Linked DNA regions of Sus scrofa: region 1 is linked to region 2. A link is a contact called in public HiChIP or PLAC-seq data. All regions are on one chromosome and are shown on one strand. The core of a region is the stretch at or near the end of the contact, and the rest is flanking DNA. Distances in the headings are between cores, read along the strand shown. Region 1 overlaps LOC106509230 (a long non-coding RNA gene). Region 2 overlaps ITPR2 (inositol 1,4,5-trisphosphate receptor type 2).

Region 1 (5,022 bases), core at 764-3,263, 650 kb before region 2:
TGAGAAAAACACAGCTTACTGTAAACCTAGATCAAACCGAAGGAAAAAGATTCCTGATATATGGCCTTTGATACTTGGTAATGATGCTTTGGAGATTGGCAGGTATAAAGACAGGTAATACACATTTACCTCTGCCAAAATATATATTCCCCAATAGCCATAAAGAAAAAAAAATGACTAAAGCCATAAATATGGGGAGGGAAGTTGAATGTTGAAATTCTAGATGTCTTGCAGGTTGATGCCGACCCCTGTGAGGAAGACCAGCACATCAGGGTTCTTACCACAACCAACTTCCCAAGAAAGGAATACCAGTCTCCATAGGCAGGTGTCAGAGGATTTACTGGGTTATAAAGGAATAGAGCCACACTGACCTTCAAAGTGGCCAGAACTGTGGCAAGCCAGCTCATCAGCCAGATAATCAGTTCCTTGCAACTGGGCAACCTGCATTCCATCCAGGTCAACTGTACGATAATGGACCTTCACCAGCAGGTAAAGGAGCCTTACAGTGAGGGTGATCCAAACTATCACTCTGGTGAATGGGGCTGGGTAATGGGGGCCAGTGGCCTGAGCATCTACTTTCTCAATGTCATGAATTTCTCTGGACTCTAAAATTAGAATAAAGTTGGAAGGGATGGATTGGGAGTTTGGGATTGGCATACGCACACTACCGTATATGGAATGGATGGTCAATGGGGACCTGCTATAAAGCACAGGGAAATCTACTCAATATTCTGTGATAATGTATATGGGAATGAATATGTGTATATGTATAACTGAATCACTTTGTCACATTGTTGTATAGCAGAAATTAACACAACATTGTAAGTCAGCAGCAATAGAATTTATTTATTTATTTATTTATTTATGCTTTTTAGGGCTGCACCCATGGCACATGAGGTTCTCAGGCTAGGGGTCGAATCAGAGCTGCAGCTGCTGGCCTACACCACAGCCATAGCAACTAAGGATCTGAGCTGTGTCTGCAACCTATATACACCACAGCTCACAGCAACATCGGATCCTTAATCCACTGACTGAGGCCAGGGATCGAACCCACACCCTTATAGATCCTAATCCGGATCGTTAACCCCTGAGCCATGAAGGGAACTCCCATAGAATTTTTTTAAAAATTAGAATAAAGTTGATAAATACACACATATCACCATCATATCTCTAGAGACAGAGGCTACTTAAATTAGGTAGACATAAATGAAATGACTAATATTTACCCAATTTGAAAAGGTATTTAAGGAAAAGTGTATTTAAGGATCCCCATTAGTTTTTAATTTAGGTTATATATACATTTTGAGTAAGAAAATCTGCTCATCACCTACTATCAGCAGTGTACATGGCATCAACATGCCTTACAACTGGTGATGTTAATCCTGACAAATTAGTTAAGGAGGTGTTGCCAGGTTTCTTCACAATAAAGTTACTATTTTTTCTTTCCATACTAACTTCGGATGTGACTTCTAAGCCCAGTCTCTACTCAAGGAAATGTTTTGTTTATTATTTCTTTTAAAAACATTTCAAACGTCTACAAAAGTTAACAAAAATAGTGTGATGCTTCATCTAGACTTGCCCCAACAGCATTTTTCATACATATTTTATCAATCTCTCTCTTGCTCTCTCTACAAATCTATGTAATATTACTATTTGCAATGTAGCAATATTATTATTTTGACCAAACCATTTCAGAGTAAGTTGTAGACAACTTTACCTCAAGTCCTCTGGCATGTATATCCTAAGAATAAGGAGTTCTTTTATAACCACGCTGTGATGATCAATTTCAGGGCCTTTAACATTAGTATAACACTGTTATCAAATATATAGCTCAGCATTTCTGCTTTTGTCTATAATGGAGGATCTGGTACTCCTAACTATAAAACTACAGAGAATGTCTAAGGCAAGTGTTTTCAGACATCGGAGAAGCAGCAACACAGCACAGAGTAAGCAACGCAAGCCTGCAATCAATCCCAGAAGGCAGGGAAACCTAAGAGGTGAGCCTCATGACATCCTGGCTCTCTGCCTGGGGAAAATTTCCTGACTGCAGTGTAGCAATCTGGAATCCAAGCAGAGAACGGCAGTCCCTCTGAGCTAAGGAGGAGGAGATCAGAGGTGGGGGCAGCTGGAGTCTTCAAGGCAGGGCCCCCAACAGGCAGGAGCTATGCAGTTCATATAAATATCATCATACTAATACCTCTAATTCTGGTCCAGTATCACAAGGCTTCCCCTGGTCTTCTATTCCACACCTCTGTCTCTCTTTTAGAAACCCAGAGCAGACTGGCAAGGTGAGTACCATTTTCACTGTCAAGTCTCCAGCTGAAGACGAGCCTGCCAGGGATGAGATGACAAAAGAAACAGTAGTCACTTATGTGAACCCCTGAGAATAAATGATAGAAAACCCAGAACAGTGGATTTGGTGAGAAAGTGCACCAAACAGAAGTAGAAAACATTTTTTCTTCCACACCAGAGGCATGTAGAGGTACCTGGGCCAGGAATCAGAACCAGAATCAGAATGCAGGAACCAGAGCCGCTGCAGTAACAATGCCAGATCGTAAACCCCCTGCATCACAAGAGAGCTCCAACATAAGTGGAAATTTAAGGGGTACACAATAGCATGTTTGTCTTCTAGAATTCCAATTATTATACTATTTAACAAAAATTCCAAGTAATTTATTTGTTATTTAATTCAATAATTATCTCACTGCAGCCCCTTCATTCCTGAACTCTTTATTTTGATTCATTTGTTACCTGGTGTCCATTTTTCAGTAATTTTTTCAAGAAGGGTTCATGGATTTGGTTTTCCTTGGTTTAGTGATTCTCAACCTTAGCTGCATGTGGAATGACCTTGGGAGCTTCTGAAAAACAACTAACTTCTGGCCATCCTCCTGGACCAATTCAAACAAGTTTTCTGAGAGCATGATCTACACAACAGTGATTTGTTTTTGTTTTCATTTTGTTTTGGTTTTAAAAAACTCAAGTGGTTCAAATTTGCATATATTTAAATATCTCCAATCTCAAAGTAATTACAGCAACAGGCTTTCTTGGAGGGGTAGGGGTGGTGGGGGAGGCCAAGGAGAGTTACAAGCAGAGTTCAAAGAAGTAGCCTATGAATTATCTTGAAAATCTGGTCAACTGCAGATCCTGATTCAATGGCAGCTATGGAATGGCAACTGAAATCCTGCATTCCTAATAAGTTCCCAAGTAATCCCAAGGCTGCTGGTTCATGTACCACACCTCTGGGCACTCTGTCTTTTGCAGTGAATATTGCTATGGAGGAATCTGGAACTACCCGAACTTTTACCTCTTTTTCCCCTTTGGGGTGGCTTGTTTCTTCTTCCTGGATGTCCATCTGATTCTCTTCTTTGAAATTCATTTAGTTAGGCTGGAGGAATTAACAAAGAATAGAAGAAGATTCCCACACTGATATTTCGTTTCTTTCTGAACTTGTGGGTGGTGGTGCTGTTCTAGTAACCAAAGCCAAACAGTTCCAGCTTTCTGAGGAGGCCCCATAGGACTGGCATGATGCCCGGCCTCCACAGTGGCTGAGATGCCTGTTTCCTCTTGTGCACATTAGTCTTACAATCAAATGCCCACAAATGGAGGTAATTGGAAAGAGTTTGTTACTTGCAAGCAAAAAAAAAAAAAAAAAAAAAAAAAAAAAAAAAAAAAAAAAAAAAAAATTTAATTAAAACAATCAAAAAACAGGTTTAAAAATATATGATATGAAAATAAAGCTTGCACAGAGTGCTGTGTCAAAAAGCAATTAATGCCAAAAAAATGGTGTATTTACAGTAATGATTGTCAGAAAGAGAGGCGGGGCAGAGAAGTTTTCTTATTTTCCATGTTGGACAGATGATAAACAAGAGAAAATGTAGACAAGGTACAGTACCAAAAAGGAAGGGAAAAGAGAATAAAGACTAAAATGTGATGCCAAAAGATTGTGAAAGACTTAAAACCAATTAAAAGCTGAAAATTGGGAAATAAGGAAATCTTAAAGGAAGAGTCAGGGAAAATTTTCAACCAGAATTATAAAGACTCATAAGGCAGAACGACAACATGGACTATTAAATAAGCTGAATAAAGATGAGGACAAGAAAATAAAATGTAAAAGGAAACCAGCAGGTTAAAATAGCTTGTCAAAATAAAAATAAGAATGACGTTATTTATGAAATAATTTTAAACAGATGAAACGCAAATAAGAACAGGTTGAAGGTGAACATGATAATAAGGAAGACAGAAAATAGAATATGAGAGTAGGATTAAAGATAAATTTGATTAGCTAATTTACAGCGACTTTAAAATACCAAAAAATTTTTTTCAAAGTTTATGAGTTAAGGAGAATAGAAAAACATCTCAAAACATACAAGGAGTAAGAAAGCTTGGTGTTTACTGTCTTTCCCCAAGGGACAGTCTGCTAATGCAGGAGCAGTGTCCTCAGGTGGAACCCGAGGGGGCAGAGAGCAACGTGACACCTTGGACGTGGAGGCTTCCCCATTGCTCCCCTCAGCAAGTGCCAGAGGCCAGCCTCACCAGCAGTAATCAGAGAAGACAAATAGGAGGTATTAAAACAGCAAACTCACAGCTGGATGGCACCGACCTGACCCAGGAGGAACTCCATAGGCTGCCAGCTACATTCCCTCCTGGATTATCTCCTCCAAATTTAGCCCACACTCAGAGTCAGGGGGAAACTCTCTGTGTCAATAACCCACAAAGCATCACATATCAACAGTTGTCTTATGTCTCTAGACAATTTTTTAGGAACTGTGGTATAGCCCTCAGATCTAAAAAAGCATTTATTCTATAAGTGTTTATTGGGTGTCTTTCCTATCCCTGGCAGGGTACTGGACTCCAGGAATACAATGAATGATGAACAGGACTCCTCAACAGAGATCCAGACTCACTGCGCAGACAGGACGGTGGATTTCCATCGATTATCAGTGGCACGAATGGAGGGCCACTTTTCCCTCGGCAACAGTGGGAAGGGAAGCCAGGGTGTGGGAGGAGGCAGGTAGGAAGGGC
Region 2 (5,311 bases), core at 991-3,490:
TAACAAAACAGTGCTCCCACCTGGTAGGCCTTCAATAAATGAGCATGAAATTTCAGTATAATGTAGATCAGGGTTTCTCAACATTGGCACTACCGGCCCTTGGGGCCAGGTAATTCTTGGTAATGGGGGCTGCCCTGGGCATTATAGGATGGTTAGTTGCATCCCCAGCCTCAACCCACTAGATGCCAGGAGCTCCCTCTTCCCAGCTGTGACTATAAAAATGTCTCCAAGGAGTTTCTGCTGTGGCTCAGCATGTTAAGAACCTGACATAATATCCATGAGGATGGTCTGATCCCTGGCCTCTCTCAGCAGGTTAAGGACCTGGTGTTGTGATGAGCTGTGGCAAACCACAGATGCAGTTCAGATCCAACGCTGCTGTGGATGTGCTGTAGGCTGGCAGCTAGAGCTCTGATTAGACTCTTAGTCCAGAAATGTCCATATGCCACAGGGGTGGCCCTAAAAATTTTAAAATTAAGATGTCTCCACATGTCCCCTGGGAACAAGTTCATCCTCCAATGAGAACCACTGACAACAGATGAAACTCTACAAGCAGAGGGTTCAGCCTGACTACTATCATTATTTTGCTTTTTTAACTTTGGACAAAACAAATCACCTCTCTGAGCCCAGGTCTCCTTTTTGTAAAGTGAAATGATTGTACTGATAACCTCAGTGTCTCTATGATTAATTCAATAGACCATCTAATATTTATTAGATGTAAATTAAATATCAGACACTGTTCTAGGCACAAGGTAGCCAGGGGTGAGTCCCTAAACTTTTTCCCTTATTAAGTCACCTGACTGACAAAGAAATACCAGTTCTGGATAACAAAAATAATAAAAATAAGTTTTAAAATAATAATTGATAATAATAATAATAATAAACACTACTTCACATTTTCTGTCCCCTTCCTCCCATTGAAAGTGAAGGGACTTAACCCTTCCCAAATACCTTCTATGTACAAGGCGCTGAAAACTCACATATTCTTTAATTGCTACCAATCCCATAGAACAGATATTGTCACCTTTTTTACACACAAGGGAACTGGGCTTCAGAAAGCTTAAAAATCTGCTTAAAGGCAGAGAGATTGTGAGTGTATGTATACTTGGGGCTTTTCTTCCCATTGCACTAAACTCTCTTTGCCACTCTGGCCAATATAAACACCACAAATGCAAAGGCAATTCAAGAATTACATCATCCAATTTCCCAAGAATGCCTCAAGCATATTAAATTAATATTCCAAATTACAAATAGGTGTGTTGAGAGTGGAAAAGCTGGGGGCAGGGGGGAGAGTAATATGCTACCAAATCCTGCCCTCTGATAGGGTCCTCCCTTTCACACCCAAACAGCTCAGCCATCTTACATTTTAAAAAAACTTTATAAAAATCATAATCACTTCGGATGGATCTATACATGTATGTGTAACTGGGTCTACATGCTGTACAGTAGAAAATTGACAGAACACTGTAAACTAGCTATAGCGAAAAAATAAATATAAATTTTTTTTAAATTGCTGAAAAGGTGAGGCTTATGTCATGCATATTTTAGCATAATAAAAACATCTACAGTAAAAAATAAAATAAAAAATACTTTATAAAAATCTAATAGGACTCTTCCACTCCTTTTATTACTGTTTCTCCCCTTTTGCAGCCATTATTATACTAAAACTCTGTCCACACTTCCTTCCACTTCCTGATCCTTCCTCCACCCCACTGCGTTCTAGTTTCCACTAAAAAACGCTCTCAGCGAAGTCACAGATAATCATGTTCTTGCCAAATGCTGTAAAGACATTTTGTTCTTGACCTTTTCGGGCACACTCCCTTCGTACTGAAACTCTATCTTCCCTTGCTTGGCATCTGTGACTCAGCCCATTTGACCTTCCAGCTGCTTCTCTCACTTCTCAGGCTGCCGGTCTTTCTAATTTTACTTAATTTTAAGAACATTAATTTCCAGTAGTCAACATGTCACTGGTGGTGACACTCCAGTGCCACTCTGGAGTGGTCCTCTTTGAACAGAAATTCCTTAGTACCCTGCTCTTTCTGTTAAAGATAAAACCCATTCTCCTTGGCTTAATATTTATGGTCTGAAAAAACCAGCAGCCCGACCTTTCTAGCTCCACTACTCCCCTCTCACCTTCAAGCATCACTTCCAAACTCACACACATCTTATGTGTGATAACACATGAATTAGCCACATGACACTAGTTTGTATGAGGCCACACAGCTCCTTGTCCTCATTGCCTGAACATACTTCACTTCTTCCCAATCTGCCTTACTCATCCATCAAGGAGATACCCTTCCCTATACCTTCATTGCATCCTCTTCCAAAGGTAGAATTTTCTACCATTCCCAAGAGAATTTTAATTCTAATTTCTAGTCTTTTATAGAATATCCAGTAGACTTCTAAGTCTTAATTCAGACAAGATTCTCTACCTTACTGCTTAATTTTTCAAAGAGCTACTTCTTCAAAGACGTCCCTTCAGAACATTCATGGTATAAACAGCCCATAAATTGCAAAGCTCTATTTCATTTCATTGAGTGGATTCACTAAAAATGAGTCAGATATTTTTAAAAGTAAGGACCATCTCTATTTATCATCTAATAAAATTAGTCATGCTGGCATCCCTTACCAGATGTTTACAATGATTACACATCATGCCAAGCACTTGACCTCATTTCATTCTCTTAATAGTCTTATTACACAAGCATTGTGATTATCTTCATTTTCCAGGGGGAGGAAATGGGAACTTAGTGAGATTAATTTGCCCAAGTATATAAATTTCAAATTTTTCTTCTTCCCATCCTCTAAGTTTATAGAAGACTGAATAGTTTCTTCGTATTCAATTTGTTCATTCAAAAATAGTCACCAAATGCTTTTTAAGTATTAGGCACTGTCCGAGGTGCTGGGGACACAGTGGTAATGTTACAAAAAACAAATAAAAAATAAAAAACCTGCCTTTGTGGAGTGTTCATTCTGACAGAGAACGTCAATAAAATAAAACACACAATAAGTGAGACAGTGGGAAGTACTATAAAGAAAATTATCACAGATTAACATAATGGAGAGGGTCATGGGGTTGAGTTCTATTTTAGGGTTAGCATGTTTATAGAAACTTTGTGTTTCCACAACCTTTTTCTCATCACTTCCCCACCCCCACTCCCTTACCCTCCCTCACATCCAAAACCAAAGGTAGATAAGTAATACCAAAAACTCTGAGACCAAAAATTCTGTTTTTTTCTGGGCACATATCTGGACAAAACTTTCATCGAAAAAAGATACATGCACCCCTATGTTCATTGCAGCACTATTCACAATAGCCAAGACATGGAAACAACCTAAATGTCCATTGACAGATGAACGAAGATGTGGTATATATACACAATGGAATACTACTCGGCGATGAAAAAGAATAAAATGCCACTTGCAGCAACATGGATGGAACTGAAGACTTTCACACTAGGTGAAATAAGTCAGAAAGAGAAAGACAAATACCATATGATATTTTCTTTCTCTAATCTAATATGTGACATAAATGAACCTCTCTATAGAAAAGAAAAAACTCATGGACTTGGAGAACAGCCTTGTGGTTGCCAAGGGGGAGGGGGATGGGGTGGGATGGACTGGGAATTTGGGGTTAGTAGATGCAAACTATTGCATTTGGAGCAGATAAGCAATGAGATCCTGCTGTACAGCACAAGGAAGGATATCTAGTCACTTGTAATGGAACATGATGGAGGATAATGTGAGAAAAAGAACATATATGCGTGTGTGTGTGTGTGTGTGTGTGTGTATGTAAAGTAACATAATGTTTTTTCTATCAAAGGAAATCTTGGTTCCTCCATTTTGCTCCGGTTTTGGCTGAAACGCCCTCCTGCAACCCCCTCCTCTTTCCATCTTCTCCCAGTGGCAATTTGTTTCAAATTAGCCAACCAAGAAGAATGTGTGCCCTGACCTGACCAATGGGAAGGGGATAGGTATATCATCTGCATTAGGGATAAATAGGGAGGGTCTTGGAGTTCCCGTCGTGGCGCAGTGGTTAACGAATCCGACTAGGAACCATGAGGTTGCAGGTTCGATCCCTGGCCTTGCTCAGTGGGTTTAGGATCCAGCATTGCCATGAGCTGTGGTGTAGGTTACAGACGTGGCTTGGATCCTGCATTGCTGTGGCTGTGGTATAGGCTGGCGGCTACATCTCTGATTAGACCCCTAGCCTGGGAAACTCCATATGCCGCGGGCGCGGCCCAAGAAATGGCAAAAAAAAATAAATAAATAAGGAGGGTCTTTTCTTCTTTGCACATGCTTTTTGAGTACCCACGCCCTTCTGCAGAAGTAAAGAGCCTTGTTGAGATCTCCCCATGTTCATGTGTCTCATTTTCCAAAATTGACGATCTGAGCCATTTCCCCAACATATACATATATATATACACGTATGACTGGGTCACTTTGCTGTACAGCGGAAATTGACAGAGCATTGTAAATCGACTATAATAGAAATGTGTGTGCATGTGTGTAACTGAATCACTTTGCTATACACCTGAAACTAACACAATGTTGTAAATCAAACATACTTCAGTAAAAAGAAAATTTAGGAGTTCCCTCCTGGCTCAGTAGATTAAGGATCTGACGGTGTCTCTACTGTGGCTCTGATATTAGCTGTGACTCAGGTTTGATCCCTGGCCCAGGAACGTCCACATGTTTCAGATGTGATCAAAAAAAGTAAGAAAAAAGTAAATTAATACAAATAATATTAAATACAAATAAAATATAAATAAATATTAAATTAATATTATTTGGTGCAACTGGCCATCCCTTTCACCCTGGCATTTAGGCCCCAATCTCAAACTCAGCCAATCCTGAGGGAATGAGACATCATCCCGGGAGGGGGCTGTCCTTTGACCCCCCAAGTCTATATTGACTCAATAGGTGTTCTACGGAGTGTTCCAAACAAATTTAGGGCAAGAAATCAGGTAGCTGCTGGGTTTGAATCTGTTCTCTTTTGGTGATCATAACATAACCATAAACAGAAATGTTGATTGGATAAACTACATCTATTACAATCCACAAAGAGTCATAATTACACTAGAGATGCCATTAAAGAAACAGCTGAACAGCTAGGGCCAACTATTCAAATGGCATGGGAAAACAGACTTGCTTTAGACATGATGCTGGCAGAAAAGGGTGGAGTCTGTGTAATGACTGGTAGCCAGTGCTGTATCTTCATTCCCATCAACACCACCCCAGACGGCACCATCCCCAAGGCCCGACATGGATTAACAACCTTAGCAGATGAGCTTTCAGAGAATTCTGGTATTAA

The links. HiChIP or PLAC-seq counts read pairs in DNA pulled down with a chosen protein or histone mark.
Region 1: an H3K27ac HiChIP or PLAC-seq map of skeletal muscle shows a contact between it and region 2. The contact joins two enhancer-like sites. A contact is called at or near these places in 18 of 47 Hi-C or Micro-C datasets (adipocytes, alveolar macrophages, brain and 10 more) and 2 of 2 datasets of contacts at active chromatin or transcription factors (alveolar macrophages and skeletal muscle).

Annotation. Positions count from the first base shown.
Region 1 is chr5:47,702,167-47,707,188 of Sscrofa11.1, reverse strand. It overlaps LOC106509230 (a long non-coding RNA gene), which reads right to left. Exons shown (of 3, transcript XR_002344069.1): 1 at 4,905-5,022; 2 at 3,305-3,385; 3 at 1,062-2,331. Among named protein-coding and RNA genes, the nearest start is that of BHLHE41, 17 kb to the right of the region's middle. Within about 2 kb of position 2,013, at least 10 of the 83 cell types and tissues checked have an H3K27ac peak or open chromatin away from gene starts, as enhancers often do. A contact at or near this core is called in omental adipose tissue, retroperitoneal adipose tissue and skeletal muscle, where this site is marked.
Region 2 is chr5:47,056,455-47,061,765 of Sscrofa11.1, reverse strand. The region is part of intron 10 of ITPR2 (inositol 1,4,5-trisphosphate receptor type 2); the gene reads right to left. Among named protein-coding and RNA genes, the nearest start is that of ITPR2, 120 kb to the right of the region's middle. Within about 2 kb of position 2,240, at least 5 of the 83 cell types and tissues checked have an H3K27ac peak or open chromatin away from gene starts, as enhancers often do. A contact at or near this core is called in omental adipose tissue, retroperitoneal adipose tissue and skeletal muscle, where this site is marked.